Linked DNA regions of Mus musculus: all the other regions are linked to region 3. Evidence: chromatin contacts called from public Hi-C and promoter capture Hi-C data. All regions are on one chromosome and are shown on one strand. The core of a region is the stretch at or near the end of the contact, and the rest is flanking DNA. Distances in the headings are between cores, read along the strand shown.

What was found. Promoter capture Hi-C pulls out the DNA fragments that hold promoters and counts their contacts. A called contact is a pair of places that touch in the nucleus more often than the background predicts.
Region 1: a Hi-C map of bone marrow-derived macrophages shows a contact between it and region 3, with 6 times the contacts expected there. The contact joins the promoter of Mmp13 here to the enhancer-like site in region 3. A contact is called at or near these places in 13 of 39 promoter capture datasets (the 3T3-L1 cell line, the C10 cell line, cranial neural crest and 6 more), 1 of 15 datasets of contacts at CTCF or cohesin (large pre-B cells), 2 of 484 Hi-C or Micro-C datasets (both in bone marrow-derived macrophages), 2 of 115 datasets of contacts at active chromatin or transcription factors (large pre-B cells and vascular smooth muscle cells) and 3 of 9 other capture datasets (adipose tissue, liver and macrophages).
Region 2: a contact with region 3 is called in a promoter capture Hi-C map of hippocampal neurons, with 5 times the contacts expected there. The contact joins the promoter of Dcun1d5 here to the enhancer-like site in region 3. A contact is called at or near these places in 23 of 39 promoter capture datasets (the 3T3-L1 cell line, 3T3-L1-derived adipocytes, the C10 cell line and 14 more), 3 of 484 Hi-C or Micro-C datasets (bone marrow-derived macrophages, cochlea and cortical neurons), 21 of 115 datasets of contacts at active chromatin or transcription factors (the 230-238 cell line, the SCID.adh cell line, astrocytes and 14 more) and 4 of 9 other capture datasets (adipose tissue, liver, macrophages and 1 more).
Region 4: a Hi-C map of uterus shows a contact between it and region 3, with 4 times the contacts expected there. The contact joins the promoter of Yap1 here to the enhancer-like site in region 3. A contact is called at or near these places in 3 of 39 promoter capture datasets (the 3T3-L1 cell line, hippocampal neurons and liver), 2 of 484 Hi-C or Micro-C datasets (myocytes and uterus), 2 of 115 datasets of contacts at active chromatin or transcription factors (cardiomyocytes and large pre-B cells) and 1 of 9 other capture datasets (liver).
Region 5: a Hi-C map of bone marrow-derived macrophages shows a contact between it and region 3, with 19 read pairs. The contact joins two enhancer-like sites. A contact is called at or near these places in 3 of 15 datasets of contacts at CTCF or cohesin (CD8 T cells, the NIH/3T3 cell line and large pre-B cells), 1 of 484 Hi-C or Micro-C datasets (bone marrow-derived macrophages) and 3 of 115 datasets of contacts at active chromatin or transcription factors (acute myeloid leukemia, fibro-adipogenic progenitors and microglia).
Region 6: a promoter capture Hi-C map of hippocampal neurons shows a contact between it and region 3, with 2.7 times the contacts expected there. The contact joins the promoter of Cfap300 here to the enhancer-like site in region 3. A contact is called at or near these places in 4 of 39 promoter capture datasets (hematopoietic stem and progenitor cells, hippocampal neurons, liver and 1 more), 1 of 15 datasets of contacts at CTCF or cohesin (large pre-B cells) and 1 of 115 datasets of contacts at active chromatin or transcription factors (large pre-B cells).

The regions. Positions count from the first base shown.
Region 1 is chr9:7,270,174-7,274,448 of GRCm38.p6, reverse strand. It overlaps Mmp13 (matrix metallopeptidase 13), which reads right to left and starts at 1,935. Exons shown (of 10, transcript NM_008607.2): 1 at 1,772-1,935; 2 at 1,443-1,684; 3 at 408-556; 4 at 115-240. The coding sequence starts at 1,894. Gm31639 (a long non-coding RNA gene) reads right to left here. Exons shown (of 5, transcript XR_379095.2): 5 at 2,941-4,275.
Region 2 is chr9:7,182,152-7,186,605 of GRCm38.p6, reverse strand. It overlaps Dcun1d5 (DCN1, defective in cullin neddylation 1, domain containing 5 (S. cerevisiae)), which reads right to left and starts at 2,101. Exons shown (of 8, transcript NM_029775.3): 1 at 1,724-2,101. The coding sequence starts at 1,809.
Region 3 is chr9:7,592,358-7,596,858 of GRCm38.p6, reverse strand. All of the region lies in intron 2 of Gm31751 (a long non-coding RNA gene), which reads left to right. Among named protein-coding and RNA genes, the nearest start is that of Mmp27, 23 kb to the right of the region's middle. Within about 2 kb of position 1,403, at least 123 of the 459 cell types and tissues checked have an H3K27ac peak or open chromatin away from gene starts, as enhancers often do. A contact at or near this core is called in the SCID.adh cell line, adipose tissue, bone marrow-derived macrophages and 9 more, where this site is marked.
Region 4 is chr9:8,002,862-8,006,960 of GRCm38.p6, reverse strand. It overlaps Yap1 (yes-associated protein 1), which reads left to right and starts at 2,365. Exons shown (of 9, transcript NM_001171147.1): 1 at 2,365-2,846. The coding sequence starts at 2,571.
Region 5 is chr9:7,249,122-7,253,789 of GRCm38.p6, reverse strand. No RefSeq gene overlaps it. Among named protein-coding and RNA genes, the nearest start is that of Gm31639, 4.1 kb to the left of the region's middle. Within about 2 kb of position 2,944, at least 15 of the 459 cell types and tissues checked have an H3K27ac peak or open chromatin away from gene starts, as enhancers often do. A contact at or near this core is called in bone marrow-derived macrophages, where this site is marked.
Region 6 is chr9:8,041,604-8,045,613 of GRCm38.p6, reverse strand. Cfap300 (cilia and flagella associated protein 300) reads left to right here and starts at 2,739. Exons shown (of 7, transcript NM_199017.3): 1 at 2,739-2,944; 2 at 3,124-3,205. The coding sequence starts at 2,835.

The sequences.
Region 1 (4,275 bases), core at 686-3,185, 320 kb after region 3:
TGTTATTTTAGAAAGCATAATCAAATGCTAAACACGATTTGCTTGTATGCTTTCTAACTGTGTCAGTGAGACTATATCCAGTAACATGAGCTAAGTCTTTACAAGGAAGATTACCTTTGGAACTGCTTGTCCAGGTTTCATCATCATCAAAATGGGCATCCCCACCATAGTTTGGTCCAGGAGGAAAAGCGTGTGCCAGAAGACCAGAAGGTCCATCAAATGGGTAGAAGTCACCATGTTCTATGCAGACAGCAAGAGTTAGAGTCCCATTATATATACTGTGCCTGACTTGGCAGCTTTTTCAAATGCTTTGAAATTGGTAAATGACTGGTGAAAGGAATAAAAAAAAATGAAAGCAAGGAAGGATTAGTGTATGAGCATGTGTCTAAATAACTCCACACCCTTACCTTTAGTCCCAAAAGATATCATGATGTCAGCAGTGCCATCATAGATTCTGGTGAAATTCAGTGGTGTCACATCAGACCAGACCTTGAAGGCTTTTCTGAAGGCCTTCTCCACTTCAGAATGGGACATATCAGGAGTATAGTTCACAATCCTATTCAACATAGAAAATGTCAGCTAAATTTTGAAAGGTTAAAACTGTTTGTAAAACATACTCTCTTAGGGACTGGTGAGATGGCTCAGTGGCTAAGAGCACTGGCTGCTCTCCCAGAGGTCCCGAGTTCATTTCCTAGCAATCACAAGGTGGCTCACAATCATTCATAGGGCTATAGGGAGATCTGATATCCTCTTCAGGCAGGTGGCTGTATATGCAGCAGAACACTTGTACATTAAATAAATACATTAAACAAACAAACAACATAGAACAAAAAAAGCAAATATACTTTCTTAGAATATTGCTTTTCAACTTGAAATGGCTGCTTTAAAGTTTCCATTAGATATAATAGGTGCTTTAAAAGAATTAAATTCAAGAGTTCTGTCTAATATTTAATCACTGTCAAATAAATAAATACCTTGGCACCTTAAATTTAACATATTAAATATAAATTTGTTGGCAGCTAAAATCTGGCACTGTAGGGTCTGAGGAAAGAGTGGAACCCTCCATCTTCAGGAACATCATCATAAATACAGCAAAAATTTTTTAAATTTCTTCCCTGACTTGTGGTTTCATTTCTACAAGAAATATCTTGAGACACTCACCAAAAATAATGTTGGGGCTAGCATTGAGATAATAGGTCTTACTAATTTATTAGTTTTTTATGTTGACTTACAGAACTCATTTAGAAATACGTGTAATATAAACTTTTTAATTTTGCAGAAAAATGCAATCAGATATTAAATATAAGTTACTTCTGTGCTTCTTAACCTTGTATTAAAGCTAATTCTGAACCGAACCTCCAATTAACTACTCCAGGCCTACTTAACGTCAGACACGTAGAAGAAAAAAGTAACATATGTGAGGGACAGAGCCTCTGCTTTACCTGTAAGTTAAGTTCGTTTGGGACCATTTGAGTGTTCTAGGGAAAACATTGTATTCACCCACATCAGGCACTCCACATCTTGGTTTTCTCATGATGTCTAAGGTGGGATCATCAAGTTTGCCAGTCACCTCTAAGCCAAAGAAAGATTGCATTTCTCGGAGCCTGTCAACTGTGGAGGTCACTGTAGACTTCTTCAGGATTCCCGCAAGAGTCGCAGGATGGTAGTATGATTTCAAGTAGTGCTAGAAAAGAGACCAAAATAACCAGCTTTTAAGAGAATAGGGATTTGAGAAATGCACTACAGTGCCATCCTTGGCAGAATACAGTACCTCTGCAAACACAAGGTCTTCCTCAGACAGGTCATCATCATCATCATCACCATAGGGAAGGGGCAGGGACCAACAGGGAGTCCAGCTCAACAAGAAGAAGGTGGCCAGGATAGCTGAATGCATGGTGCCCAGCAGTGCCTGGAGTCTCTCCTTCCCAGGGCAAGCATCTTCTATTTTATAGCATGATAGTGATGAGTCACCACTTTGGGGTGTGTGTTAACTTCCTAGTGAGGCGAAGGTAAACATGCTTACATGGTATTTTTTTTTCTTCCTAAGTGTGGTTTGTGGCAGAATCTGAGGGAAATGGAAAATGAAGGCATCTCTACTTTCAGTGGGGGAATATCAAAACTCATCTGGCAAAATAAACAGCCTCAGCATTTTCATGGATATAGTGGGGAGAAGCAGCAGCTAGTATATTTTTCACTTCACTGGACAAAAATGTTGTCTTCCTTTTGTAGGGAAAACAGCTACTCTGAGTTTTTCAGGTAATAATAATAGCAAAGTAAAATGTTTGTTCCTGTAAGGAAAGACAAAGTTCTGTCCACAAAATGGTTATAGGTTGATGAGTTCTCAACTCTATTCTGTCTTGAGCAGCAACAGTGAGAATCCTTGCTGTATTTCCTTGAAGGCCTCAGAAATGTATAAGAACCAAGCTTGAGGTCTTTAAGACACTGTAGATGATTGAGTCCTGCCACAGACCACCGCAGTCGGGTATGGGGGTCCCTGGAATGAGGGTCCTTGAAGCGAGGTGGGTAAGGATTCAGTGGTGACAAACAGAAACAAACACAGAGGCAGTTTGAATCTGAGTGTATTCTGCAGCTCTCAAGCAGGGGGTTTTATACATTAAAAACTGAACATTACATTTCTTAGAAACTGTATCCAGTGAAACAATCACAAATACCAACAAAAGTCATCTGACACAGTAAAGCACAAAAATCATCCAAGCATTACAACTCTGAAACTATGTATTCAGTGAATCACAAACAGAACTGGTAACATCATTATAAATCATCAAAATATAACAATTCTAAAAGAATGTATTCAGTGGGAGCTGTCGTCCAAGGCTAGTGGTATATTTCCAGGAGCAGGTTAATAGATCTTTAATGGGCTGAACTAACTTTCTAGCCCCATGGTCAATTATTATTTAACATCTAGTGCCTGTCTTTTTGTAATCTTCAATGTATAAATTTGAACTATTTTAATTCTTTCTAATTAAGGCTTTCTTTACCATATCTCAAAATCTACCTCCAATGACACATGTGTAGTCATATGAAATTTTATTGTTGGGAAAATTTTTATCATAATAGTTTTGTAAATGATTTGGAAAGTAAAGCGTTGGTTTCCCTGGGGATAAGGTCATCTTAGTGGCCCCATCTCTAGGAGTGGTTTCTTACCCATTATTCTCAATTAAGATCTTGGCCTAGGCTACCAGGAACATGTAAATAAGAAAAGGAATAAGAGAAAGCAAAACAGATAGATTGCCATGAGAACTACAGCTCAATCATTTTTCTCTGGCAAAGAGTTCCACAACCAGTTCCAAGAGGCCTCCCCCTTTTGAGGTCAATCGCCTCAGTTTGTGGAACTTGTCACACAGATCTTATTGGAGGTGATGTGGCAGAGTCCTAAGCTGGAATTTTAACATCCTGGCATAACCTTTAGATGGCTGTGGAGACCTGTGTGAATTTCCTACATGTCCAAGCACCTGTATCTGGGCTCTGTTGGAATGCAGCCACTCCAATGGTTAGGACTAGGGACTATGGGTAAAATTAGGACTGTGTTTTGAGCCATCACTCCCAGTCAGGTTTAAAAGGCATTATCTCATTTAATTCCTACAAAAACAAAAGCAGATACTGTGCATAGGGCTCATATCAGGGCCCAATGTATAGGGCCTTAAACTGTAGTCCAGGAAGCTTAGAACTCCCTATGTATCCCAGGACCTTGAAGTCACTCAAACCATTGTGCCACACATCCTTCAGATTGATTTATTTGATATACAGTGGATAGAGTACACAGTTCTCCTTTCAGCTTCCTAAAGACCATGATTATATTGTGAAGCACCATGTTGGATCATTACAACATAAGCTCTCTGCAGAAGAAATACTTTAATGAAAAACAACAATAAACATCACTACTTCTCAACTCTAATGCGTATTTTCAAATTTCTTTCATGTTTTAGTAATTTATTCTTCCATTCAAGAACAATAAAGAGCACAGGCAAAATCACAAACAGTTAATGTTAGCACGAGTTCTGCCATTTTAAACAGAAATAGAGAAAGAGTAATCAGAAGATTAAAATAGACAGCTATTCCTTAAGAGAATGCCCAAGAGTGGGTGGGGCATTGTTCTTGGAGAAGTGATTGCAGACAGCTGACAGGATGTGTCATCACAATGAAGTGTTAGCAAACTCTTGTCAACACAAGTCTTTATCTCAGGCTGCTAAGTGTAGTCATGAAAGCCAGACCTCCTGCTCATCACTGCAGAAATGGCATGCATGGTTTCAAACG
Region 2 (4,454 bases), core at 852-3,351, 410 kb after region 3:
TAAGAATTTCTAACCAATGAAATCTAAATGCTTCTTTGCTTGCTACAGGATTCCATAACTAGAAACTAAAATTATTTCCTTAGATTTCAAGATAATAAAGAAGTACATTCTAAGTCTCAACCCAAGACTAGGCTAGACAGCTCTCCCTAGACTGCTCATGCTGGGCTTGCTCTCTACCACTAAGTTACATACCTTATGGAAGGCCTGAAGCCTTACTTCCATTCTGCTACTGATGTGGATTAAAATCCCTGTTATAATTTAGGCTGAATCACCTGAAGTCAAATGATACTGCTCAGCCAGCTGTTTTAACTGACTTAATTTAAATATCTTAGATATGATTCTCCAAGAGCTAATACAGTTAAGAAAAATGTATGCCAAAGGGCATAATGAAAACTCTATTTTATACATCACCCAAAAAATATTACCTAGACTCTTTTGCTAAAACACAACAAGGGGAGAAGAACAAAGCAATCAATTACAAAAAAGATTAGGATGAAGCAAGTCACCTTCATAGTTTAAGCAGTCCATTCTTCACTGCATCTCTCCTTAAAGGGAAATCTCCTTTGTCTAGTGCAGCCTGTCTTTTTTTTTTAATTAGATATTTTCTTCATTTACATTTCAAATGCTATCCCAAAAGTCCCCTATACCCCCCCCCCCCCAGGCCTGCTCCCCAACCCACACACTCCCACTTCTTGGCCCTGGCTTTACCTGTACTAAGGCATATAAAGTTTGTTAGACCAAAGGGCCTCTCTTTCCAGTGATGGCCAACTACGCCATCTTCTGCTACCTATGCAGTTAGAGACATAGGTTCTGGGGGTACTGATTAGTTGATATTGTTGTTCCAGGCTGTCTTGTTGTAATGGTAGTATTTGTCACTTTAAGTGTCGACCATTAATACAAAAACAACTCAAAGTGTATGGGAAGAAGCCCACTTCTCAAAGCTAAATCGCAATGACTTTCTGAGGAATGAATCTGTGATGATTGAGTATATGCCACAAAGCGAGTAAAGGGCTCTAACTTACAGTTCTGCTTTGTTTTCTTTTCCCCTAAGAGAACATGGAGCACAATAGCTTGCTAACGCCTAAAAGGAGGTTGAGAGCTACCAGCGTCTTAATGCCAGAAAACAAAAACCACAAGGGCCTTTTCCAATTAAGTGTACGGAACTGGTACAGGTGAAGTGGAGGCATTGGTGCGTCCAGAAGCCTAGGCTCCAGCGATTTAAAAGGCCTCCTGCTGGGATCGTCCAGGTTAGGCCACTTTAAATGCTAACTCGGGAGACCAATTATAGCAAAGGCTTTCTTTCCATCATTCCCAAGGCAGCTGTCAAAACTCTTCAAGCTCTGCTCCTTTTTTCACACTCTGACATTTAACAATGTGGGGACCAAGCCAATTCTGCTCGATTTAGTGTGACACAAGGACGCCGTGAATCTTGGCAGATCCGCGCTCACTTCTCGGTTGGGAAATTTGATGGAGAATGCATACGTACGGTCGTCTGTTTCCTACCCTCTGGGCACGCAGACAACAAAGTGGGACGAATCTCAGAGCTTGTCCAAGTACGACAGAGAGCACGTACAGGCGAACACGCGGTTCGGTCCCGCGCGGAGCGGAGACTGGGCGCCTCACCGACCGCCTCGCCTGAGAGGGCTCGCCCCTCTCCTCCCGGCTAGCGGCCTGTCCGGCCCCGGGGGAAGGAGAGAGCCAGCGGGGTGGGGACAGGCAGTACCTGGGGATTTTACACTTTTTGAGGCCCGCGTCTTCCGCGACCGCCGCTGCCACTCCGGGAGCTTTTCTCTTCTTCTTCACTGGCATCTTCCGCCTTCCCCGGCAAGGTAGACAGGGCGGCCGGGGAGGGGTATCGCGCTCCGCCGCAGGCCCCGCAGCGCCGGCTCCCGCCTGCCGGGGACCGCAGCGGAGGCCCGAGGCGCGACCCCGCCCCGGGTCTCCTCTTTAGGGGCGGTTCCGGGCAGCGCAGCGCTAAGGCCGGCGGTGTCGCGGCTCGGGCTTTTCCAGGAGCAGCGAACGCCGACAGCGCGGCACCTACAGTAGCAGCGAAGAGCAGGCGGCTTAGCCTGACCCGGAAGCGGATGGCTCTGGACCGGAAGTGACGTAGAAAGGAAGCTCGCAGGGCCTGGAGCGGTCTCTCTACTTTGGGATTTTTTGTCTCTGCAGGTGGAGCCTGAATCTCCGGAGATTTTCTGGCGGGTTTCCAGCGGGAAGTCCTTTCTAGAAATCATAAACGCTCCACAGCTGGCGAGCGAAGTAATCTGGTGAGGAGCCATGCGTGAGTGTGCCCACTCCTGACGTGCAACCGCTCCAGTTTTTTCGGGTGTTCTTGGTGGGCCTGAGATCAACTTCTCGCGCTCCTTGTCCTTTTCTCCCTCATGCTCAGGGTCAGTTTATGGCTTCCTCCTGTGCTGAGGCAACGCCTCCATGTTTTACTTCTGAGGAACTCTCCTCTTGGATAAGAGACTGGGAAACGGACTGACTTATTACAGAGGATTTGGGGAACTGTTCTAATGGGCTGCTCTCAAGAAACAGTAATCACGTCACTTCTAATGGAAATACTGCTTATAAGAAAGGTTTGCTAGGTAAAATTATCTCATAGAAGATTCTTAGTGAATGAAGTCCATGTTTGTAACCCAACTGTGACAGAAGACTGTTTCTTTAAATTCTATCCCTGTGGTTCTGTGACTGCATCGTGGGACCCTAATCTAGTCAAGGAGAAAGAAAAAAACCGGTTGTTGTAATGAGTCCTGGATACATAATATGCCCTGGAATTCACAAGTTTCCTGAGAGAGGACACTTCAATGTTTGGTGCATATAGTTAATGTTTTTTTAACAGTGAACATAATGTTCAAACCTATAACCCATTCGACTCTATTATAAACAATGCACGAAACATTGTTTTTACATGAAAATTATAAAATGTAAGCTCTAAAACAGAACTCCCTACAGGAAGTAGACAACTGAAAGATGAAGGGTTTTTTTTTTGTTTGTTTGTTTTATATATGTATTTATTGTGGGGGCACTTGTGTGCCAGTGCTGGGATGACAACTTGAAAGTTCATTTTCTCCATCAATCTTGTCACTCTTGAGGTGGAACTCAGGTTGTGAGACTTGGGAAGGGACATTATGTCTGTGTACAGAAAAGCACCTAGTTATGTGATTTAATTTTTTCTGCTGCTCGTGATAGTTCTTGATTTTCTATATAGTAAATAATGAGAAGCTATGAGGGTGCTGAGTTCTTTGTTATGTGGTCTAATTTTCTTTGACTAAGTCACAAGAAGGAAAGGAAAGGAAGTAGTATTAAAACAAAAGGGTATTCTGGTTTAGATCCTAAGGTACTCATCAACTTTATGAAGAAAAATCTTAAAAATGCATTTTAGCCGTCTGTTAGTAGAGTGGCACAACATAAACAGATTAAGCACACAAGGCTGAAACAGGTCTATTCATTTGACAGTTTGATGATTTGCATATTTCTTAGGTTTAAGGATTGTAGAATGAAGAAATGGAAAACAGAACTTTTAAAATAGTTATATCTGAATTAATGTAGCCAAAAATAGTCCCAGAGATGTGCTAAGTATATATATATATATATATATATATATATATATATATTCATATTCAGTATAGTTTATATTTTTCCTTACAGCTTTAAAAATAGGACTTTTCTACACTTGTCAAAAATAAGCAAGCACTGGAGGCACAAAAGAATTTATGGGTTGCCCATGTGATTGTTGTACTGAATCCATTTGTTTTCCTTTCCAAAAGTTACTGTTGTTTTTTCAAACACTGTAAGTCAAAATTTTATGAGTTATTTCCATAACCATAAACCCAGAGAATTAGTTGTCAAATCAGGACTTTGTTTTTGACATTTCAAGACAGCACTCAGGAACTAATATTGAAGAGCAATACAGAGATACACACTAGGTAACACCTGCTCCTTGTTCTACTCATCCTATAGCAGTGTACTGGACCACAGCCATTGTATTGGCCTTGTGACTGGATTTCTGTGGGGCAGACTGACATTGAGTGTCATCATCACAATGATACCTATGAAATGATAACAGTGAATCCTGTGCTAGTGGTTAAAGGTTCTTTCCTGAATTGATATATCATTCCTGTTCAAGTCCTGAGACTACCTGAAGTCCCTAGTAAAGAAATGTATTATATAGAACCAAGCAGAGAGCAGCACTGCTGCAATATGATATTTTACTGAATTTTGCTCAAGGTGTTGAGAAAAATGTGTTCATAGAACAGATTTAAAGGGACAATAAGGAAAAAACTCAGGAGTGGTGGTATATGACTTCATTCACCCCAGGTTGGACACCAATGACAGATCAAAGACACAGTTCCACCCAAGTCTAGCTTAATGAGCCAAAGGGTTTATTGAAGTCACTTATAGAACATAGGTGACCGAAAGGACTGTTCCACAGCTGCTTTCCTTGTAGGCAA
Region 3 (4,501 bases), core at 154-2,653:
GGTGTCTGCAAATTCTGACCTTCAAGCCAACAATGCATAGCTTAGGGCCCTACACTGTAATGGATACTTTAGAATGTCAACTTATCGATAAATACCCGGGGTACTAGCTTACAAGCTCAGCACTCAAAAGACAGATAGGAAAATTTTAAGTTTAGGGCTAGCCAAGTCTACATGGGGGACTCTGTTTCCAAACAGTAGCAGCAGCAGCAGCAGCAGCAGCAATAACAATGGGGGAAGAAACTCAACCAAGAGAGAGGTAAGGCATATTCTGGCTTTGAGTTCCAGAGGTTGTAGTCCATGGCTGCAGGAGTTCGTGGCTTTTAGACATGCAATAAGGAGAGAGTCTGCAGTTGTAAACCTGTTTATATCATGGCAGCTGGGGAAGAAAATGTGAGGGAGGGGGGAAGAAGAGGATAGAAAATCTGGGGTCCTAATATCCTCTTCAAGGGCATGTTCCCAATGATGTTAAGTTGCTTCTGCTAGAAGCTATCTCTTAAGAATATGCACATATATATGTATATATACATAAGTATATATGCCTATACATATATATGTAGAGAGATAAATAATAAATATAATTATTTATTATATAATTTCTCTATATATACACATACATACATACATACATACATACATACATACATATGGAGAGAGAAGCTTTGTATTGGGCTTACAGATGTATCTAGCTTTGGAGAAAGTCTTAACTGCATGAGAACTTTAGAGGAAATTCAGGATTCAAATAATTCTACTTGGAAACCTATTAGAGATGCAAATTCTGGAATTCATTCAAGACTGACTAAATCAGAAAATTTAGCCATGGGATAGCTGTGCCTGTTTAAAACAAGCTCTCTAGGTAATTTGGACTCTCTCTCTCTCTCTCTCTCTCTCTCTCTCTCTCTCTCTCTCTCTCTCTCACACACACACACACACACACACACACACACGCATGCACGCACTACACTAACAGTCATTTCAGAATGGAGCAGAAGTGAGGGCTATTGAAAAAGAGTCGGGGAGCACACGGGGCTTGGGAACTTGCTAGACACACCTATCAGGCCCTGCCCTCCCAAGATTTTGACCTAATTGTACAACAATTGATCATTTCTTTCTGTTGATTCTCGTTGCATCAGTGATTCATAATCTCAGCTTTAAAACACTTAAATGTGGAGAGAAAGATGCACCCTGTTCACCTTTGTGAGGTGAAAGCCACCAGCAGCTGAACTGTGGATTGAGAAGAGAACCAGGCCACCTTAGGTCAACCCCTGCACAGCCTAGGGTCAACAGGTTTAGCTGTGTTTGCCTCAGCTTACAGGCGTTGGCACACAGGCTAGGTTCTGCTTGTGGGGCATGGACCAGCTGCAGGTCAGGGCGGGAGAGTCTTGGTTCTGCTCATGATCACTAGATGGCAGCACTGGACTTCAGCTTCCACAGGAAACATCCCGAGCCTGCACAGCCAGGCTCTGCTGTCTGGTGCCAACTCCAAGCTTTCGGTTTCATAATCCTTAGAGGCTTGTGCATATCGGCACCAACACAGGGAGCACAGAAGGCACAAGCGAGGCTATGATTTATTTCCTTGTTTCGCTCCAACATGTGATCATCTCATTACATACACTCCTCTGGCCTCCTTGGTCTTGGTCAGTGTTGTGGACTCTCTCTTGCTGGGATAAACACTCTGATCAGAAGCAACTTGGGGAGGGAGGGTTTATTTGGCTTACACTTCCAGGTCATGGTCCACCATGGAGGGAATCAGAGAAAAGCAGGAGATTGAAGCAAAACAATGGAGGAACACTGCTTGCAGGCTACCTCTCTAGCTCACTCAGTCACAAGCTCAGCTAGCTTTCTTATACATGGCCTTCTTAAGGATGGTGCCATCCACAGTGGACTGGGTCCTCCCACATCAATTAAGAATCAAGGCAGTGTCTCACAGACATGCCTGCAAGCCAATTCTCAATGGAGGCTTTCTGCTCAGATGACTCTAAACCTTGTCATGTTGACAACAGAGCTAACTTGGACAGACACTGTACTGACTATATAGAAGCCAAAGACACATCCCATACATTAAGTTGTGTGTGTGTGCTCGTGCACATGCAAAGGAGGCTAAAACAACCTGCAACAGCAACAAAAGTACAAACTGAAGACAGAGATTGTTGTATAGAAAGGAATCGTAGTCAAAAGAAGATGACCCCCCAGTCAACGCATGCAAATATGAGCCCCGTCCTTGCCATTGGTGAACATGCAGCTTAGTTTTCTCCTCTGTCACTGAGTGGATGGAGAACACGTCTGTTTTCTTCCTTTTCTTGAAAGGTTAAAAACTACACAATATTACAGACATGCCAAAAATTAGTGAAATACAATCTACTTGAATATTCCTATAGTTCAGGTCTACTCAAAATCCCGCAGCACACTGCTCTCAGTCAACTTTACCGTGAGTGGAGCGTGAAGCTTCCATAGTGTTGTATTACTTTTTCTGAGATGTGAAGAAATGTTTGTCCACCCTAGACAGAGTCAAAGTTAGACTAAAGCAGTAGCTCTCAACCTTCCTAATGTGGAGACCCTTTAATATAGTTCCTCATGTGGTGACTGCTAACTATAAAATTAGTTTGTTGCTACTTTATAACTGTAATTTTGCCATTGTTATGAATCATAATTCAGATATTTGATATGCTGGGCCCAAATCAGCTGTCGCTCACAGGCTGAGAGCTGGTGGAGTAAAGAAACAACTCCATTCATGTCCAGCATGATGAACCAGTTAGTAAGACTTATAGGGACCTGGGTGAGGAATTACTTATAGGCATATGGATGACCCCAAGCCCATCATTGAGAAATTCTACCAGAGCATGGGTGAAGAAGATCTCTTGAATGGTATTAGTGGAGCCTGATCCTGTCTACTTAGCTTTCCATGTTTTGTATACTCCATGTCATGTGCAGCTAGGGCTGGGTTGTAGAGACCCTCCCCATCTACTTCTACAAGGAAAGCTAACTATGGGTTTAGTCTTGTGAGGCTCTGTGAATGTGGGCAAGCATAGCTGTATTGACTGTAAGGGAACAATGGTTTGTCATGGCAGGAGAGCTGAGTTCCGCAGCTAGCTCATGGGTTCTCCGGAACCTCTTTGTTGATTGCCTTCTGCAGGAATGTCTTCATGAGGGGACCTTGGTGTCAGAGTCAGCATCATCTGAGTTATCACTGCTTGTCCTTTGTAGTGTTACAGAATTGCTTAATGGGAAATGCAGTGTGCTTCTCTTTCTTTACACACATTGAGAAAAGAAACCACAACAATAATGAAATTAGAACACCGTGAAACACATTGCAAAAAAGCCAGGAAACTCATTGCAATGGAGCCTGCTAGGTTTTGCTGCAAGTGAGCAGGAAATCACTTTTTTTTTTTTTTTTTTTTTTTTTTTTTTTTTTTTTTTTTGGTAGAAAGTAGCTTGGTGAGTGGAGGGCTCTTGTTATTCCTAGGAAGGTGGTGAGTGCAGTACAGGCTGGGAGAGCCTTCATGTTCCAGAAGACTGTAGATGAAAATAGATGACACAAGATTTGGATTCTAACATCATCTTTGGCTTTAAGTGAGAAAAATAGGTCCTCTAAGCACCATATCTTGCTTTTAAAGCAATAACTACATGCCTGGGGAGAGCAGTTAGTAAAGTACTTGCTGTGAGTTTGATCCCCCAGACCCCAAATCTAGGTAGAGACGCAGAGCTGGGGAATTCAAGGAAGGTAGCTCCTCAGCCAATGGGAGAGCTGGCAGAGCGGCAGATGCTCCTAGGCACTTAGCTTCTCCAGCCCCAAGTCTATTTTTTATTTATACTTAAAATTCATTCTCTGAGAATATAGTTTTTCACACAGTATATTCTTATTATGGTTTCCCTTCACCAAACTCCTCCAGACCCTCTTCCCCGACTTTTGCACTTCCAAATCCTCTCTCTCACTCATATTAGAAAAAATTCAGGTATCTAAAAATAATAAAATAAGATAAAATAAAAACAAACAAACCAGAATAGGACTAAACAAACAAGCAAACATGCTAATAAAATAAGCTTGAAAAAAAGCACAAGAAACACATAGAGTCAGAAACACATATCTTTGAACTAACAAAAATCCTACAAAAATTAAAAATTGGAAACCACAATATTAAGCAAAAGACCTGAAAAGTTAAAAGAAAAGCAAGCCCCAAAAAGCAATATGACAGAAAAAAAAATCCTCCAAATATATGCTATTGAGTTTATTTTGGTTTCGGGATCAGAGTAATTGTGGCCCCTTAAAAAGAATTAGGTAATGTTTTCCTGTTTCTAGTTTGCAGAATCATCTAAGAAGTATCAGTTTTACATTCTTCTCTTTTTTGGTAGAATTCTGGGCTGAATCTATCTGTTTTTTGTTTGTTTGTTTGTTTTGTTTTTGTTTTTGTTTTTTGTTTTGGTTTGTAGACATTTAATTATTGCTTCTATTATACTAAGGATTATTTGTCTGTTTAAATTGCTTATCTTATCTTGGTTTAAATTT
Region 4 (4,099 bases), core at 1,116-3,615, 410 kb before region 3:
AGTCCACACAGAGATCTGCCTGCCTTGGTCTCCTGAGTGTAAGGACTAAAGGCATGCACCAGCACTGCCTGCCATTTCAACTTTCTACTGCAGATATTTTGCCCAAATGTTTTGTTTGTGGATTAACCGCTGGGTTTGAGAAGGAGGGAGTGCTGTCAAGGTTCTAAAACGGTTGTGGCCCAACAGGCTAGGCCACTACCAGTGAAGTAATCTGTAAACACAGGGCATTGATAATAGCTGACAACTACTAAGACCTCGCCTTGTGCCACAAACTGGGCCAAGTACTTTATATCCATTGACTCATTTAATGTCTCAACGACATAAGAGACATGAGGTGGATGTAATTACAAAATGAAAGAGCAGGAAGTAGCTTGCTCACTATCACACAGCTCCTGTGTGGGTAACTGGGACCTGAACTCTAAACTCCAGAGCCCACAAGAGTGTGGTCTTGTGGCACTTGGTGTGAACCAATCCTGGAATCAGTCTTAGGGAGACATTTACCCTTCTTCCTCTCTAGGACAGGAAACTGAGGCTCCTAAATAGTTGATTCAAATCTTACCTGTCTGAAGCTAGCTCACCCTACTCTACCACACAAAGCGATAGACTGCTGCTCAGAATTCTTCCGGGCGTGTCTTAACTAGAGGAAGAGATTATCTTTTTGCTCAAGGGTCCTTTCTTTGCTTAATCCTATTTATACCCGTTTCACTCACACTGCAGACAAAATCATTAGAACAAGAAACCAGATTTCTGGAGAAGAAATTTGTGTGTTTAAAGTCAGTGTTGCACAACTCTGGGAATACACTCAAAAAGCACCAAACTGCTTAAGTGGAAGACTATATAGTTATGTCAGTTATACCTCATTAAAACCAGTTCTTGTTTTGTAGCTCATGACTTCAACAAGGGGCTGAGGAGAGGGCCGGTCACTAAAAGTACTGGTTCCTAAGAAGGCTCAGGTTCGAATCCCTGTACCCACGTGGCTGTTCACAACCAGTTGTACTCCAATTCCATGGAATCTAATACCATCTTTTGGACCTCTGTGGAACCAAGGCAAAGACATAAACTCAGGCAAAACACCCAATACAAAATAATTAACTTAAAAAACACGAACAGATTTTTATCATTTTTGGAGTGATTCCAGATAGGCTCCTGATAGATAAAAGACTGACACACAGAGAATCAGGGGCTAAGGTAATCTCCATTGAGGTTCATTTCTTAGTCTACCCTGCATTGTTTACCCTTGTACTAAACACAAGAGGAAAACCCACAATGCTCCATGAGGTTAAACAGTGACTTATGTTTTGAGTTGAAGTTCCCAAAGAAATGTCAAGTTTTGGTGTTAAAAAATTGACTTTTCACTTAAAAAAAAAAAAAGTTTGCTGAGCAAGGTGCCCCACATTTGTTATTTGAGCCCTTTATAGGCTGAGGTAGGGGGAGCAGAAATTTTAAGCTAGCCTCAGTTATGTAGTGAATTGGAGGAAAGCCTTAGCTACATAGGAACCTGACTCAAAACAGCAAAATAGGGTAGTCAACATGAGATGGATGGTTCAGGGTACCTGAGCTCGATTTCTGGGACCCACAACCAAGAAGAAAACAGATCCCACAAATGGTCCTCTGACCTTCACCTGTGCTCACTTGTACATAATTAGAAACACAAAAAGGAAGAAAAAGGAAGGAGAGGGAGAAAGGGGGAGCGGAAGGAAGGAAGAAAGAAAAGAAAAAAAAGAAAAAAGAAAAGAAAAAGGACGAACCTATGAACCTACAAAAACCGGGCTAGCAGAGGCCCTGGCTTGGAATCCTAGCTGTCTGTGGAAGCTGTGGCACAAAGAGTTGGAGGATATCCTTGACTACAGAGTAAAGCCTGTTTAAAACAAAATTTAAAAAGTAATACTGTTTCCTTTTGTAAGGTACTCCCAGTGCAACTCCTGGTTTCCAAGCTTCACTTTGAAATCATTTGCACCCGCCCTCAAGTGTTTTGTTGTTTCTTCTTCAAACTTGGTGGTAAATGGAATCAATGTTAAAACGCGGACCGGATTAACCTTAGTGCGGGTGAACAGTGTGGCCTTTGCATCCACCCTACCAAGCCGGTTGTCCCGATTCCTCGCGGCCTTGGCGTTGCGCGCGGGTCCGGCAGGATCTGCGCCCGCAGCCGAGCGGCTCGGGGCCGGCCGGTGGGTGCGCACGCAGCGCGGTCGCCCCCGGGTCACGTGCGGCCGGGAGTCTGCAGGAATGTAGCGACGCGCAGGGAAAGTTTCCCCGGGGGCCGCGGGCCGCGGATTCGGTGCGGGCGGGCGCGCAGAGGAAGGAAGAGCGTCGAGGAGGCGGAGCCCGCGAGGCGCGCGGGCGGGCGCTCCTCGCAACTTTTTAGTTTGGGCGTCTGGAGCCAAAGTTTCTGTCTCAGTTGGGACGCCGCCGCGGCCGGGGGCAAAGAAAGGGAGGAAGGAAGGAGCTCGCGGAGGGGAGGGGAGGAGAGGGGAGGCGGCCTCGGGCAAGGAGTGCAGGGCGATGCGGGCGCGCGTCGCAGCCCCCCGAACCTGAGCGCAGTGCCCCGAGCGTCGAACGAGGCCGCAGCCATGGAGCCCGCGCAACAGCCGCCGCCCCAGCCGGCCCCGCAAGGCCCCGCGCCGCCGTCCGTGTCTCCGGCCGGGACCCCCGCGGCCCCGCCCGCACCCCCGGCCGGCCACCAGGTCGTGCACGTCCGCGGGGACTCGGAGACCGACTTGGAGGCGCTCTTCAATGCCGTCATGAACCCCAAGACGGCCAACGTGCCTCAGACCGTGCCCATGCGGCTTCGCAAGCTGCCCGACTCCTTCTTCAAGCCGCCTGAGCCCAAGTCCCACTCGCGACAGGTAAGGGTATCCCGGGGGCGCGGGGCCGCGTGGGGGTGCGGTGCTGGGGGTTGTTTTCGCGGAGTTGGCCGCAGGGGGGGTGCACAATGCGCGCGCCTCCGCTCCGCACCTTCGCTCTGACGAGGGGGAGGGGAGGAGGGGGAGGGGGCCGGCGTCTTGTGCGGGACCCCAGCCGGGGGTACCCGATCTCCCCTTCCCGCGCCACTGCAGTCTCCGGTGGAGCTGTGTTAACTGCCCTCTTGTTTTCGCGTGCCGGTGAGGGGTGGGGGTTGAACTGGTCCATTGAGTTTCTGGTTCCTTCTCCCGGTCCCCTCCCCCTCCCTCTCCCGAAAGCTTTTCTGTTCTCGCGGCCCAGGCGCTCTCCGGATGCAGGGTTCGGGCTCCCCAGCCCGAGCGAAGCTCCCTCGACCCCCCACTCGCCTCCGCCGTGCCCTGGAACTCGCGCGGGCGGGATCCTTTCACACTCGGTGGGCTCACGTGTCCTTTTCCTAAATCGTAACCTATTATTTACTGTTCGGCCCGAAAGCTTTTAAATGAGCCACGTCTGTGTGTTGCGCAGGAGCTCGGCTGCGCTCACGGTGCAGAGGTTTCTGCGCCGGCCTTTGATAGCGCGTTGCAGGTTGACTCATAGGCCGAGTTCTGCCCGGCTCAACTGTGATTAAAGGTAATGTTTGGGAAGCAATGACTAATTCCAAGCTCGCCATTGCTCTTTAACTGACTGCGGATGTGAACATGGCTGCTTATCCGTATCCACGACGCCTGGTTATTTTCCCAACTGGATCCAGCACAGAAGTGAAACCGTTTCAAAGTATTAACATTCCGATAGGTCCTGGTAGATTTCTTTAGTGTCGCTCCCCCCGCTTTTAATTACTTAATTTTTAAAGAACTTGCTTTAGGCTAAAGCAGCACAGGAACTTTGCCCAAAACTTAATTGGTTTTCCAAACACTGCCATGTCGTTAGCCCACTCGGGCTGTAACTTGAGTGGAAAGAAGAGTTGCCGCCCCCACTCCAGCCCCCCCTCCTAGGCAGGCTTGTTGTAGAACGGGGTTTTTGAAGCTTCGAAAATCTCGATTAACCTCCCTACAAAAAGCCTCTTAAGAAGGAAGGAAAAGTTATCTAGCTGCTCGGCTAAATAAACTCTTAATTTGTAACAACAGTAGACCTAGATACTATTTGCTCCCTCCCCCACAAGTGAGTTTCTGTACTCGCTGAACTAAACGTATGTGACATGCAATCGAGAAACCGCTGGGGC
Region 5 (4,668 bases), core at 1,695-4,194, 340 kb after region 3:
TGTGTGTATTTCACTGAGATAAATAATTAAATCTTCCTAGTACCCTTAGTGTACTAAGAAGAAAATTTAAATTATGAAGAATTTTTAAATTATGAGGGCCCTACCTCATTGATACAAATGTTTCCCCCCTCTATTCTCTCTCAAAATCCCATTGAAAAACTTCAGAATGCCAGTATTGAGTCACATTAGAAAAGTAATTTAAAATAACACTTTTCTTTAAGTTCCTGGAAGCCACTGCAGAGCCACCAACTGGAATTAGCAGAGCTTCTGTGGGATGAACCATCTTCCACTTTATGGCTTTTTTGACATCTGCCCCAGGGTGTAATTTTACCACACAGAGATTGAGCAATTCATTGGCTCTGCCCTTGCTTGGTAGGAAGTCTGGTGGAATTTGCTTTATTCATTAAACTCCTAAAGAGTTTCCCTGAACTCCATTCTCTGCAGAAACACCCATGCACAGAATACAGAGATTCAAGCTAGCCTTGAGTTCTTCTCCCTGACAACCCACCCTTCACCCTAGCCATTTTGAAGCTAAGAATTCTGTCTCTTTGTTTTGTACATGTGTACATTCTGTTGTTGCTTTGTATTGTGTTTGAGAAAGGGCTTTTCTCTTGAGCCCAAGCCAGCCCCTAACTGGCCTTCATCTTCCTGTCCCAGCCTCCTGAGGGCTGGGATAACAGCTGTGAGAAACCACACTTAACTGACTTTTTTTTAAGACTTATTTTTTAATTGTGTGTAAATGCAGTTAGAGGTGCCCTTGGAGATTAGGGTTACAGGTGGTTGTGAGCCACCTGCTGTGGATGCTGGGAACTGAACTGGGCCTCTGCAAGTACTGCAGGCTCTCGTGGCCCCTCCAGTGCCTGACTTTTTGATTTGTAAATCCACAAAATAAGAATCCAGCACAGATACTAAAATGAAATGACTCCATTCTAGTCCAACTCTGGTGCCATAAATAACCTATACCTGCAGTGGATCTGCAGCATTGTGAGCTACCAGCAATTACTGGTAGCAGCCAGTCTGCCTTCTCTCTAGACAAAGCCAGCTACAAGCTAGGGCAGTCTCCAAGTTAAAAGTCAAGCTTGGAGCTATTAGCCAAATCATTTCTAGGAGAGCACATGTGGGAGTGACATATTGATAGAACACTGTTCACTAGAAGCCTAAAAAACAGATGTAACCTTGCTGTCCTGGGGCTAGCCCAGTCCATTATGATAGCAAATATGAGAGGTTAATGAACAGAACCATGTGACTCACATCCTCCAGGGATGTACATCTACAGTAGACAACACCTCAGGGGTGCACAAAAACAGAAAAGTCAAGGAAACACCAAGGTGGATTTCTAATTTGTATTGGGAAGTTGAGCATCTTGCTCTTCCAGCTTTTCACAAAACAGTTTTTGTTTGAAGAGTTGGTGTTAGTGCAGCCCCTGTAAGCTGAGAGTGGTCTCAATTACCTTTTCCTAAAGATGCACTGGAGTAGGCACATGCCCACAGCTCTGCTCTTCCACTCTGCTCTACTGAACCTCTTCTAGTAAATCTCACTAGTGAACGTTGTATCCCAAGGACCCCATGGGCTTTCTTTAACCCAGCAAGAAGACCCTGCTTGCCTTTCTGCTACTGTCTGTACTTTGTGACATACATCCTAGGTCAAGTATAGGAAACTACCATTTTCATGTGTATCAAATATGACCAATATTGGTAATTTCAAATAGTTTTAGATATCCAAAAAGCAAAAGAATTGTTCAGGTTTCCCACTTAAAAAAGAGAATGAAGAAAATAGAATAGTGTGTTCCCCTTAGGCCTTCCAGGATTTAAATTTACCTTGTTTCCCAATACCACAAACTCTCTCTAGTCTGTGCAGCACAAATACTATGAGAGTTGGTGGATTATCTAGACTTCACAAATTCCTTTCTGGGACTAAGGAGATGGTTCTAAGCACCATATCAAGGATCATGTTCCAGGGCACCTGACCCTCTCTTCTGGCTCCACAGGCACCTGCATTCATAAGGTGCACAAACAGAATGCATTCATTCTGGCAAGCACATATTCACATTATCATTAGAACCGTGAGACAGAGCCTTTCTTTATGGCATTTAAAAAATTGCTTTGTGATAAGCCAGATGTGGTAGCAACTCACAAAACTTTCAATGTAGAGGCAGAAAGATCTGGAATTCAAAGAGATCTTGAGGTACAGGGTGAGTTTGAGGCCAGCTTGTGCTACTAAAAGCTTGTCTCAAAAAATCATAACAAACAAACAAACAAACAAACAAAGTTACCTGGAGACCTAATATTGGGGACACTGGTTCAGCCAATCCATTCTAAAATGTGACACTACACAAAGGGGTGAAGTAGAGGGAGTCAGGGCATTCCAACTCAAACTCTGTCTCAAACTCTGTGGCAAAAAATGTATTATGTTTCAGTAACTGTGATATTTGTTTTTATGATAAAGCTTGATGAAGGTTCTCAGCTTTTATCCAGTCACCTTTGGGGATAAATCCATCTTGAATATATTTTGGAGGAATGCTAGTTTTCCCAGAAATCTGAAAACAAAATGTGCTTATTGCATAATTGAACAAAGGTGTCCAAACACTGAGTCTGGTTCTCCTCCTCCAAATTACAGACCATGAGAAGTGGTTTTCTGGCTTTCCAGTTCCTACTTCAGCATTTTGGGAAGTAAGACCACAGCCCTCCAGATTCACATTGTTGGGATTTCTTTTTCCCAGTAAGGATGTATGCAAATCATCTTTTCCTGTTGGTCTCTTTCTGACCTGTTCTCAGCTCACACACTTAGTTAACAGGAAATTATTTTTTAAATGCCTTTGCACTAGGTCATGAGAAAACTGGGTTAAAACCCTTTCTATAGTTCATATTTTTAGTGGCCCTGGAGCTGCAAGGAAGCTGGCTATGAAAAAGCAATCCCAGCACTTTTCAGATCCTCTAAGAAGGAAAATAGAACTAGAAAAGTGAGCTCTGTTCCAGAAAAGCAAAACAGAACCAGGACCGCATGAAGACAGCTCTGTTCCGATGAGCTCATCCAGAAGGAAGTAATGGAGAACCTAGTTCTCAGAGAAGGCTTGAGAACGCTTGGGAGCTGCTTCCTGTGTTCTTGGGAGTGTCTGACAGTGTGTGTGAGCTTATTTTAATAATTATCCAAAAGCAACCAAACATTGATATATCTTAGCTCATTTGGATTCCTCCTTATAAACAAGAAGTAGGTCATAAACTGGGGCCCACGTTCACTACTGCACTTAAAAGTTACTGAGAATAAAGCTGGGCATGGTGGCAATCCCAGCACTCGGGAGGCAGAGGCAGGCGGATTTCTGAGTTCGAGGCCAGCCTGGTCTACAAAGTGAGTTCCAGGACAGTCAGGGCTACACAGAGAAACCCTGTCTCGAAAAAACAAAAACAAAAAAACAACAAAAAATAAGTTACTGAGAATAAAGAAGAACTGACTTTGCCAAGTAAAAATCAAGCAATGTTATAATTGTTGCATGAATTGTCTGCTGCAGAAAAAAGGGATAGAGCTGCATTGAAACCCACACATTCTTGAGTAGCTTTAGGAGCACATGCACAGTGGGACCTGGGACTCAGTTGTAGCAAGGCTGAACTAGTCTAGTTCACACAGTATCATTCCCTTTAACTTTGGATTTAGCATATTGAATTCATGCCTTCTGTAGTGTGTTTTGCCTTGATTGTACAAAAGCTTACAGGAAATGGGTGATATTTTGTACACAAATAATGATACTCGTTTACTAGGGTCACTACAACAATGTATCACAAGCTATGTATCATTAAAAAAATGTACTGATGTGCCTGGAGAGATGGCCTAGTGGTTAGGAGTACTCCTTGCTCTTGCATAGGACTCTAGTTTGACTTCTGCCACCCATATGGTGGCTTACAAACATCCATAATTCCAGTTTTAGGAGATTCAAAGCCCACTTCTTGTTTCCATGGGTGCCAGGCATACATATGGCACACATGCATACAGGCATGCATACATACATGTCTGATTGTTAAAAGATCAATTTATCAATAAGACCATAGACTCTTTGAAAAGCTGGAAGGATCACTAGATTTTTCTCTTAGATTTTATAGTTCCTAGGTTTGTGGTCCCACAATTCTTATCTTACATGGCACACTCTCAGTTTGTTTCTATAAAGCTACTGGTCATCTACCCTTCTCCAGAGAGTAAAAAACACTACAGACTTTTTAAATGAGCACTCAGACTGAAACTGTGCACAACGAATGATGTTTAGTTTACAGTGTGCAAACACAATGATAACAGAAGCAATGCAACACCACTTTTAAACAGCCTTTAAAAATTGAGGTGTATTCATATGTAATAAATTTTATAATTTTTTATGTTTTAAGTCTGTTTTATTGAGATAATATATATATAATATTATATTAATATAAGTTGTATAACTTATAACAGATTGTTTCCCCTAACTTAATTGTACTATTAAATTATTTTAGAATAACAAAAAAGAGGTAACAGAACAATTTTAGAAAAATTTCACTACCCCATAAATAAATCCATAGTCTTTCTCTCCTCATCCTTTATTCCTACAACAGTTGTAGGAAACTAACAGTCTGTTTTGTGTCTCTATGAAATTCTCTCCTTTGGACATTTCTTAAATATAATCATACAATATGAGACCTAATTTGTCAG
Region 6 (4,010 bases), core at 1,490-3,989, 450 kb before region 3:
TATTATTATTATTATTATTATTATTATTATTATTACCCTGTGGTTCTGGATAGCTGGGACTGAAAGAATCAGCTATGGTTAACAAGATACCAAAACCACTTTTGCTTTGCTGGGATACTGGATGCTGGTCAGCTAGAACTAAAAATTAGCACCAATTAAGACGAGACCAATGGTGCTAAGGTGAAATCTGTAGTGTTTCCTGACAGTCAGCACACAGTAATTATGTACCAGAGGCAAACAAGGTTGTCCCTCATGCTGGCAGCTGACAAGAGTGATCCAGGTAGCATGTATTTTGAAGGGATGAAGCAGTCATGGAGATCAGCTGAGGCTTGGCAGTATGAGAGACCAAGAGAGGCCATTGGTGAAGGTGCAATCTCAGTCGTTGAAGACCCTGGATTGAAGGAGTCATGCAAAGAATCTGAGCCTTGGCACCAAGAAGAGAGCCTATGAGAGGCTATAGGTGAAAGTGCAGCCCGGTTGCAGCAGACTCCAGAATTTGGAAAAACTGGTTCAATGGGATGATGACCAAAAGTAGCAGCAACAGTGGAATAAAGTCAGAAGAAAAGCTGTGTGTGATGGAGATGGTGGAAAAATGACCCAAGTCCCTTGGAGAAACCCAGAAGATTGCAGTGAATCCCAGACATTGCATACTGAGATATTTACACCTTTGGACTATGGTTTTGCTTTGATTTCATTCTGACTGTTCCCTGATTCTTCCCTCTTGAAGTAAGAAAGTATTTATTTTTGATTTTACAGGAGCCCATAGTTGAGTTAGAATTTTTAAGGACTTTGAATTTTAAAAGACAATGGCTACTTTAAAGATAATTAATTTTAATGTGTTTACATTTGTAAGGATTGTTGAATTTAAAATTATATATCTATTTGGTTGGTTTTGTTGTTTGTTTGTTTGTTTGTTTGTTTTTCAAGACAGGGTTTCTCTGTGTAGCCCTGGCTGTCCTGGAACTCACTTTGTAGACCAGGCTGTCCTTGAACTCAGAAATCCGCCTGCCTCTGCCTCCCAAGTGCTGGGATTAAAGGCGTGTGCCACCATGCCCGGCTTAAATTTTTTTATGTTTTTAATGTGATGTTTTTTGAGGGTGAATGAGAAAGAAAAGGGTGTGACTTAATAGTAGTGTGCTTGCATGTCAAGCTGACAAGGAGTCGATTGTGACAAGGAGTCAGTTGTGACAAGGAGTCGGTTGTGACAAGGAGTCAGTTGTGACAAGGAGTCGATTGTGACAAGGAGTCAATTGTGACAAGGAGTCGATTGTGACAAGGAGTCAGTTGTGACAAGGAGTCAGTTGTGACAAGGAGTCGATTGTGACAAGGAGTCAGTTGTGACAAGGAGTCGATTGTGACAAGGAGTCGGTTGTGACAAGGAGTCGGTTGTGACAAGGAGCTGGATAGTTTTATGTCAACTTAGCACAAGCTAAAATCATCTGAGATGAGGAAATCTCAGTTAAGAAAATGCCACCATAAGATCTGATAACAGGGAAGTTTCTTATTTAGTGATTGATGGGGGAGGACCCAGTCCACTGTGGGTGGCGCCATCTGGGCTGATGGTCCTGAGCATTATAAGAAAGCAGGATGAGTAAGCCAGTAAGCAGCCCCTTCCATAGCCATCGATTCCATCAGCCTACCCTGTGTGAGTTCCTTTCCTGACTTCTTTGACAATGAGCAATGATATGAAAATGTAAGTCAAATAAGCCCTTTCCTACCCAACATACCTTTTGGCTATAGTGCTTCATTGAGGCAATAGAAATCCTAAGAATCTTACAATAAAATTTTGTTTCCTTTACAAAAACACTTATGAGAGGCTTAGAGACATGGCTCAGCGGTTAAGAGCTCTCTCTGTTCTTGCAGTGGACAGGGGTTCTCAGTATCCACAGGACAGCTCACAACTGTCCTTAGGGATCTGATGCTCTCCTCTGGCCTCTGAGAGCACCAGGCTCCCTTGTGGTACATAGACATGCATACAGGTTAACACTCATATACACAAAAAATAAACAAAGAATTCATAAACTTATGAATGGGAGGACTGGGAAAAAAAACCTATATAAGAATGTTCACCACTGCATTCCTAATAGCTTCAAATTGTAATAACCCAAAAGGATAAACTGTGGAATAATATTCGTGGCACACAAAGTAACAGTGATAACAAGCCTCTCTCCCTCTGTCCCCCTCTTCCGAAGCTTCCCCCTTCTCCCCCTGTCCCTGCTCCCTTTTATTTGACCTTTTGGTTCTTAAGGTTCAAGCAGAAGGAAATGAAGTTAGTAGAGGTAAAAAAATTCGTCCACCTAAATCCTAAAACAGCTCCTAAACAAAAACAAGTTGGCTCCTGAATGAGATTTTCAGCAGGTAAGCATACATCCCACACTGATTAGCAGCGTGTTGTGGTGTAGTGCTCGCAGGAACCTGCCTGAGATGTAAACTTCAAAAGGAAAAGAGCCACAGACGAGATTATGTTCCTAAGCAGTCCCTTTGTCTTTCAAACGAAACCAACTTAATTAGACTTTTGCTTAGTGCAAAAGGAAATTGTCAGTTTGAAACTGTAGGTTTTGATATTAGGTCACTGGCCAGTGTCTAGAACTAAGAGTTCCTGTCAACACAAAGACTGGCAACCTCCTTCCATTTCCTAACAGCCAGGCTAAGAGTCCTCAGTGTAAAGGCAGGGACCCAAAATGCCATGGCGCATGCGTACTGAGCCAAGGGGCCCACTTCTCTCCCAGGCCCCGCCCTCTGAGCGGCGCCCCTCCCCCTGAACGTGGTGGCAGGTCCTACCGCTGTGTCACTATGGAAACGACTACTGCTTTCTTACCCTGGTCATAAGCAGGATGGCGGCTGGGGAGCCACGGGATGGAGGCGGCTACTACTTCAGATTCCTGCCTCATAGAACCTTCTCGTCGCTGAGCGCCCGGGAGATCACCAGCCGCCTCCGCCAGTGGTGAGGGCCGAGGGGCGGAAGTGGCCATGCGGCGGGCTCAGGTCGGTGGGCTGGGGCCGTGGCACCGCGCTCGTGTCCTGGGGTTCTCTCCCTGTTCGTGTTCGTGTCCGTGCTCCGGGACTCGGCTCTGCGCTCCCTCAACTCCGGCCAGGGCCCGCTGACTCTTCCCCCTCTGCTAGGTCCATGCTGGGCAGAATCCAGGCGCAGGCGTTCAGCTTCGACCAGACGTTCCAGCCCTACCAAAAGGATGATTTTGTCATGGTTGGTATTGGGGAAAGGGGGAGGGGGGGGCGCTCTTTTGGATGTTCTTGGGAACACTCCATGACATGTTCTTAGACTTTGGGAGTAATAAAAAGTGCAGGTTGGGTTTTCTTTTGTTTTGTTTCTTAGGGGGCTTTTTGACAGAGCGACTCATTCTGTAGACCAGACTAGCCTGGCATTCACTGGGATCCTCTTGCCCCTGCCACCCAAGTGCCACCATAACCACCTTGCCAATGTCTTTTACCTACCTTCGGAATTCTGCCTTAGATAACTTTACAAGTCTGTAGTTATTTTAGACAGTGTCACTGTGTAATTCACGATGGCCTCAACTCGTATCAGTCAGTCATCCTGCTTCCGAATCCCAGTTCAGAAATACAGGCATGTGTTACCGATGTTGACTGAAAATTCAATGGGACTTTTTTTTTTTTAACAATCACATCTTGTTTTTAAATACTACTACGTGGACTTTATTAGTCTTAACTCCAAATACTTTTGGTTTCTGAAAATCAAATTCACCCTGAGAAGTGGGCATCAAGCTGTAACAGTAGTACCCAAACAGGATTTCCTCCCAAAGGTTTTGAGCAATGGCCTGTTTGAAAAAAACCTTTAGCTAGAAGGGAATTCTTTAAAGAAGGCAAAGTTCATTCAAAGGTGTGAGATTTTTATGTGCATCTTAAAACCGAGCCCCATTTTGAAATGTTGCCTCCTACCCAACAGTAGGTAAAGTGTTCAGTTTTGTGAAGTGACCGTCATTCCTTGCCATTCCTCTGAGCATTGACTTTATAGCTGACATGTAATCTATTCA